Linked DNA regions of Gossypium hirsutum: region 2 is linked to region 1. Evidence: chromatin contacts called from public Hi-C data. All regions are on one chromosome and are shown on one strand. The core of a region is the stretch at or near the end of the contact, and the rest is flanking DNA. Distances in the headings are between cores, read along the strand shown.

The links. A called contact is a pair of places that touch in the nucleus more often than the background predicts.
Region 2: a contact with region 1 is called in a Hi-C map of leaf, with 2.0 times the contacts expected there. The contact joins the promoter of LOC107893631 here to the promoter of LOC107893626 in region 1. A contact is called at or near these places in 5 of 34 Hi-C or Micro-C datasets (callus, hypocotyl and leaf).

The regions. Positions count from the first base shown.
Region 1 is chrA13:76,864,136-76,868,053 of Gossypium_hirsutum_v2.1, reverse strand. It overlaps LOC107893626 (acyl-CoA-binding domain-containing protein 4), which reads left to right and starts at 1,826. Exons shown (of 18, transcript XM_016818665.2): 1 at 1,826-2,106; 2 at 2,403-2,473; 3 at 3,659-3,722; 4 at 3,816-3,887. The coding sequence starts at 1,942. It overlaps LOC107893628 (autophagy-related protein 18a), which reads left to right. Exons shown (of 4, transcript XM_016818667.2): 3 at 46-172; 4 at 241-521. The coding sequence ends at 352.
Region 2 is chrA13:77,004,173-77,008,090 of Gossypium_hirsutum_v2.1, reverse strand. It overlaps LOC107893631 (40S ribosomal protein S21), which reads left to right and starts at 1,604. Exons shown (of 4, transcript XM_016818671.2): 1 at 1,604-1,717; 2 at 1,907-2,019; 3 at 2,108-2,240; 4 at 2,995-3,199. The coding sequence starts at 1,976. The coding sequence ends at 3,057.

The sequences.
Region 1 (3,918 bases), core at 577-3,076:
GTCTTTTATCTGTCAAGCTCATTTGATATTTTGAAATTTTTGTAGGTGTTTTGCCAAAATATTTCAGCTCAGAGTGGTCGGTGGCTCAATTCCGGCTGCCTGAAGGTCCCCGGTGCATTGTTGCTTTTGGACAACAAAAGAACACTATCATGATTATTGGCATGGATGGAAGGTAACTGAAAATATCTGAGTTCATATGAGTGTCCAATACTTGTTTAATTCCTTGTGTTGTTAATGCAGCTTCCGTCGGTGCCAGTTTGACCCGGTGAACGGTGGACAGATGACTCAAATGGAAGAACACAATTTCTTAAAGCAAGAAGAACATTTTCCAAGTTGGAATGAAGATTCATAGTCAAACATGACGAGTTTAATCTGTAAATAACAGATATAAGGTGGGGGTGTGTATATATATACATACATATGTTAATGTAAATGGGAGATATATAGCTTTTAGATCTGAGGCTTTTTAACTGCACTTTCCATAAGGTTAAGAAATAAGTATTTGTTTGCTTCTTTTTTTATTTTTTTATGCTCTTACTAACATATTGAACATTGTCCTAAACTGTTCATATTTTCCATGCTACTTTTTATCTTAACTCTGATGAAATGAATAAGTGATGAGTGAATTAAATGATTATATTGAAAAGAATAGCAAAATTAGAAAAGATTGAATTTGTTGAAAACATTGAACAATTGAAATTTGATTTTGGTAGGCAATATTTAGGAGCTTGCCGCAACCACTTCAAATGATTATATTGATGTTAGTTTTAGTTTTGGTAATGAATCTTTGTCCAAAGCAAACAGAATCAAAATTTGCATTGATTTTTTTTTAATTTTCATCTCAACCCAAATAAGCCGATTTACATTCTCAATCATATCAGGAATCACCAATCCACCTTAAGGTCCACCAGCTGCTGCTATTCCGAATCCTACCCCTGCTCCACCAATGGTATTGTCGTTAGGACTGTATCCATGGCTCGGACCATGGGGGGTCTGTTGGTAACCATATTGCGGATATGATCCCCCAGGCGGTGGAGGATAAGGATAAGCATGTGGCGGTGGATCTAATCGCTTAGGGTTTTGAGTTGAAAGCTAAAGAAAACAATGAAAGAAGAGAATGAAGTTTTAAGACAAGGGTTGAGAATCTAAATAACTAATTTTTCGTAATAATTCCGTCTAAAAATTCTGCTTGCGCAATATTCACTAAAGCGATCATAATTTGAACTTCTCAACTCGAGATTGAGTGATTTAAAATAAATTTTGAAATTAAGATTTAGATTTTTAAACCCTATAAAAACATATAAATCTAAAAATGCTTGGATCTTTTTCAAAAGGTCATCGTAAGTCAACTATTTTTCTAACTTTAAAAATTAACAGCTTCGATTAATAAAATTTAATAAATTTCATACATCCGTGCATAATTTTATTTATAGTTGAGCTTCCTATAATCTAATAATACAATTTAAAATACATCAGCAACTGAGATAAAAGATAATCTAGAACTTGAGATTCTAAAGGATGTATGAGATATTTTAAAATTATAAATATTTATACTGATAAAATACAAATTACAGAAATATTTATATATTCACTTGACACTTTAATATAGGTTGGTAGATGGAATAATGGATGATGATGAAAATGTGGTTTTGAAGCGGGCTCCTTTGCGCGCGATACAACAAAAGCTCACCCTCGACACAACTAAAACCACTACAAATGTCTGAAATTACCAAAATTTTCAAACTGTTATTAAAGTATGTATTTATTAAAAGGTAAAAATAATAAATAATAAATAATAAATAAAGCGCCAACAGCCAAACATAATTTTATATGGTTTCTTTTTTTACATCTAGTAACAAAGAAAAACATTAATTCTGGAGTTTTAAACTTGGCATAAATGTTATTCGTATTTAAATCTCAGATCAAAGAAAAAGGGAAAAAATGGCGACTATGGCGAGGGCAAACTCTGGCCCAGCATACCCGGAACGATTCTATGCGGCCGCTTCCTACGCTGGCTTCGATGGATCTCCCAATTCCAACACCAAAGACATTGCCTCCAGGTTCTCTAACGACGTCGCTTTGATCCTCTACGCCTTATACCAGCAGGTCATTTCTCTCTCTCTCTCTCTCTCTCTCTGGATCCTCCCAGCCTTCTCATTGCTAAATCGATTTGCTTTTCTCTAAGGACTCCATCTAGATTGCTTTTGTAAATGATTTCACTTTTGGAGTATTTCAAGTCCAATTTTCAGAGATCTAGTTTCTCACTCGAATTGAAGACAATCCGGATGTTGATCTCTTGAATTATCGAATGAGTGTGTTTATTTATTGTTTGAGATGGGATGCTCATTTTTTTTTAACATTACTGATTTTGTGCATTATCATGTTAATTATGTTATTTACAGGCTACTGTAGGTCCTTGTAATGTTCCAAAGCCTAGTTCATGGAGTCCCGTCGAACATAGCAAATGGAAAAGGTCTGCGAGCTCATTTGCTTCTGGGTGTAGTTTTATTTATTTGTTTTTGGTGCCTGTTGTTGGGGTTAATTAGGGCTGTAAAATGATAGAGTTCAATGAACAGTTCAGTTTCTATTTGTTTATCAAGCTAAATAAATGAACATAAACAATATCTTGAGGCTTGTTTTTTAATAGAACCAAACACAAATAAAGCTTGTTCATCTCTTTTATGTTCATGAACAAGCTTATTCCTGTTCGTTTAAAGCCTGTTTAATAAATCATGTGTACCTCGTTTAAAAATAGTTTATTGTTTGATTATATAGTTAATAATAATATTATTGTTTGTATAAATTTTTTTATTGATTCATTATTGGTATTTATATTTGATTATTTTATATCTAAAAAATAAGATATATGTTTATTTATTGTTTGTTTGTTGTTTGTTTGTTCATTATTCAGTAACTTTGTTTGTGAACATGCTCAAGTATATGTTCATGAACATGTTCATTTAATGTTCGCAAACATGATTGTTTAATGTTCACAAACAAGTTCATTTAACTTAAACGAATGAACACACATAATTTAAACAAACAAACAAACAACATGAACACGATTCAGAAATTATTAATGAACATAAACTGAACTGAACAAGGTTAAAAATAAACAAAAAACTTGAATAGAGTTCTTTCTGTTCATGCTTGGTTCATTTACAGCCCTAGGTTTAAATTCGTATATATATATTTGTTTACATTTGGCTACTTTAGTTTGATATGGTTATGCTTAGGGTGGTAGTGTTTTGGTCGATTTGCTTAAAAGTGGTGTCGATGATTAATGATAATGATCCTGATTCAGAGAGATGTCATGGACATAGGTCAAATATGTCTGCCTGTTACATATTTGGATTGAATGTCTTTTAGTTGCTTCAGTATTTGGTGATGTTGCATCTCCGTTCTGCGTAATTTATATTGCTCAAGTTCTTGTTGAAAAAATGAAGAAATACTTTTGTGTTACTCTGTATTATCTGATTTAGATTGGCCTAATTTTCTGATTGACTTATAAGCATGCTTTATATGTGTGTAAGTAACACAAGGATTTAGATGGTTGAAAGCAATTTTCATACGTCAGGTGAATGTCATCCATGCTATTCATTTTTTTTCCACCTTTTGATAATTGTTCTTCTCATAAAGCCTTCCATTATTGTTACAGCTGGCAGCAGCTTGGAAACATGGTTTCTACAGAAGCTATGCGTCTCTTTGTGAAAATATTGGAGGTATAACTTTATCTGGATTTTGTGTATGTATATGGACCATTTTAGTTTGGTAACCTATTTTTTACATTGTCCTTGTTCTTTAATTCTTGCCAGGAAGAAGAACCAGGATGGTATTCAAGGGCTTCTAACTCTGTTTCCGAGCCTGTTATAGATGTACAAATGAATGTGAGTATGCTGTTATTTTCACAGTTTTGGT
Region 2 (3,918 bases), core at 355-2,854, 140 kb before region 1:
TCTCATCGAAGTTGCGGATCTTATTGATGCAAGTTCTAAAAAATAGAAGTCTGATCTGATCAGTTTTACCTTTGAGGAACAGATTACAAAAAGGATCCTCTGTATTCCTCTTCCTTTGTTTGAGCATGAAGACTCTCTTGTTTGGCGGGGTGAGTTGTCAGGCGAATACTTGGTCCGAAGTGGTCACTGACTTCTTTTACAAGAAGGTCGGGATCAATTACATACAAATCACAAGCAAATTTACAAAAAATTATGGAAAATGAATCTACCCCCTAAAATTAAAATTACAATCTGGAGATTCCTATGTAACTATCTGCCTCGTTTTAGTAATCTTCATTATCGCAGAATGATTGCTTCCCCCATGTGTAGAAGGTGTCAAACAGGAGCTGAAATGAGGGAGCATATTTTCTGGGAATGTCCTCCTGCAAAAGATACATGAGAGCAGTTACATATGGCATGGGCTAGCTCGGATGACAATTCAGAATTTACAGTTTGGCTGAAAAATACCTTTGAGACTAGATCCATGGCTTTGTGTAAAATGACTGTATGCGCTTTATAGGCGTTATGGACGTCTCGGAACAAATTTATTCATGAGGGGGAAAACCAAACAGGCGTTCAGATTGCAAGTTTTGTGCAAATTTATTTAAAGGAACTTGATGATCTAAAAAGTGCTATACTTGAAAGATGGATCTGTGTGGACAGATGGACTGCTCCGATGGGATCGAGATTGAAAGTGAACTTTGACGCAACTTTCAACAATCACAACAAAGAGTCATGCTCTAGGTTAGTGATTCGTAACAGTACAGTAGAGGTTATCTGTTGTAAAACGAAAATGAACTTGAACATACCGTCTGTTTTTTCCGCAGAAGCAGTAGCGTGTTTTTAGGCACTGAAGCTGGGGTTACAACTTGGGTTGAGGGCGATTGAGGTTGAAGGTAATTCTCGAACGATCATTCGGAAGCTGCAAGAGGAAAAGGAGGACAGATCTAAAATTTCTGTGTATATCAAAGATGCTCAGTATCTCAGCTGTCAATTTAATCATTGTGTTTTTCTTTTCACAAACAGGGAGGCTAACAGAGTTGCCCATTGTTTAGCACAAGAAGGACTCAAGAAAAGAGAATCTACTTACTTAACAAATCTAATATCTCCTGGTGCGGTGGAGGCGATAGCTGAAGACAGGAGGCAGATGGAGGTAGTGGGTGAGGATAGGGGAAGAAGAAATGAAGGGTCTAGAGAAAGTGTTCTGGAATTTTGATTTTGCTGAGTTTCAATGGGTTTTGATCTTTCAATGTGCATCGGGGTAATGAATAGGTTTGATAGGATTGATATGATGGGTAATTAAGTATCTGATGGTTTTTGCTTCCCCAAGCGGTTCTTGCTAATTTTTTCAAAAGGGGTTTTAATTATTGGAGTACAGCTGAAGAAGACGTCTCTAGAGCTCCCCTTTTTTTGCCGTTTGCTGGATCTTGTTGTTGGGCTGTTTTTTCTGTTTTTGTTTTTGATTCTTTTGGTTTTGGCTTTTGTGGGCTTAGTCTTTGTTTGTATGTTTTGGACTAGTCTATTATGACCCATGTCATTTTGGCTTTGCATTTTGTGTTGGCCTTCTGTAATAAAATCCAGCTAATTTTCTTAAAAAAATAATTATCATGTTTTAAATAAATAAACCCAGCCCTAGCAGTTTTCGCGTCTTCAGCCGCTTTCCTTTATTATCTTACAGGTAGTATACCTTTCTGTGTCTCTGGGTTTCATAGTTCTAATTTTATTTTGGTGTTTTAATCTTCATACGTTTGAATTTTTTTCCCTTTTGAAATGTTTAAATATGCTTGGCAATTTTTTTTCCCAGAAATTATAATTTAAATCAGGATTTGGGTTTTCTATAAAATGTTTGTTCATAATTTATTTGCAGGGGATCGAACTTGAAGTTCAAATATAGTTTCAGCTTTGCGTTTCTTCATCAGTTAAGCAGTCTGAAAAGATGCAGAACGAAGAGGGGCAAAACATGGATCTTTATATCCCCAGGAAATGGTTTTTAATTTGCTTCACTCATGTTTCTTTCTCACAATTTTTGTCTATATTGTAATGCTCATTTGTACTTTTGTTGTTGCAGTTCCGCCACTAACAGGCTTATAACCTCCAAGGATCATGCATCCGTTCAGATTAACGTTGGGCACTTGGATGAGCTTGGCAGATACACTGGCACATTCTCCACTTTTGCTCTTTGTGGCTTTGTTCGAGCCCAGGTTCGTTTTGGTTCTTTACTAACCTCTGTTGGATATTTTGGGCTGCTTCAGTCCTATGTTACTGGTGTCTGATAAGTGAATGTTTAATTTAATTTCTTTTTTATTTGGAGGATTCTTGAAGGGTCATTTCACTGCATTCTCAGGTTTGCATTAATTACATGTTTAAAATTCTGATCATGCTTAAAAAGATTAATCTTGCAACTTGCTTTGTTAGTAATGAGCTTCTAGTTACGTTGTCAAGTTAAAGACTCTGAATGTTTGAGATGCATTTGAAGTGTCAATTGCGATCCATTTACTTTGCAAGGGAAAACATTGGGTTTATTAGCATATTTTGGATGCAATGTGTAAAGACCTGGAGTATGCAATGTGGGGTGTGTCCGGCTGCCTGTAGATTGGCACAAGGTCCTAGTATAGACACAGTTACAGGGTTGTTCATTTTGAATGTTTTTAACTTATACCTTCTGCTCTGCTCTGGTAGTACATTTAGAGAAATAAACTTTGGTTTTAAGAACATTCTGAATTGAAATACCACAGCTAAAACTCCATGCTTAAAGACCTGATGCAATATATCGTAGGAAAGCAAGCCTGGTTGCTTGTAGACTGACAGGTTCCTGGTAGACCCAATTACAAAGTTGTTCATTGTATAAAAGTTGGATTCTATTAATAAGAAGTTTTATTTTGTTGCCTCAGTTCTTTTTCAAGATATTGAGTTGCATCTGATTTTGGCTGCTAATTAGTTTGTTCTACTTTGCAGGGCGATGCCGATAGCGCACTCGACAGGCTTTGGCAGAAGAAGAAAGCCAAAGTCCGACAGTAGTCAGAAGACTTGTTGTTACTAGTTTGTTTCTTAACTGAGGAGAGGGAAAATGAGCTGTAGTTTCTTTTGGTGGATCATGTTAAAGTTGTTTTTTGCTGAATGGTTTATGTTTTGTGCTTAAATTGCTTGCATTATAGCCTAATATGTCTGTCTCACTTTGGGTTCTCCATTTTTGTTATCACTTTGTTTGCGGATTACCAAAACTTTTTGCGAGAGAGATTGGGGAGGAGGAGATTAGGAGCAGGTTGGCAAACGGGTGTAGTCGGGTACCATTGTTTTCAAATTTGGATTATTTTGGATTTAGTTTAGTTTGAGTTCGGATATTTTTAGAGTCGAATAATTTCGAATTTGACTTGTTTTAAGGTGAGCAATTTTATAAATATTCAATTAGTTTTAAAGTTTTACTAGTTATAAAATCTTTTTATTTCAAATGTAAATACTAAGTTTACTTTTACAAACACAATTTAAATTTGTCTCATAAAAAGGAAAAAGAAAATCTAAATATTTTATTATAGTATAGATATTATTTAAACAATATAGGTTAAATATAAATAAAATATTAATTTTTAATAGCATTTTAGGTATAATAATATAATATCTTTACAGTATACTATCAACAAAAGTTGCAATATGTGTTAATATACAGTATCAACAAAAGTAAAGGCGGAGACGATAGCGAAGAAGCAAATAAGAAGATAAGAAGATAATCCAGTGGCTTGTCTGAGTGCTCTAGTGATGGGTCTTTAGAAACATAAATATATATATAGTGGGATTTATCGAGTTGAATTCCGGGTCGGATTCCAGGCTGGGCTATTTTTATTATAATTGCATAATAATTTGTTCCCCTTCTTGTAGAAAAAG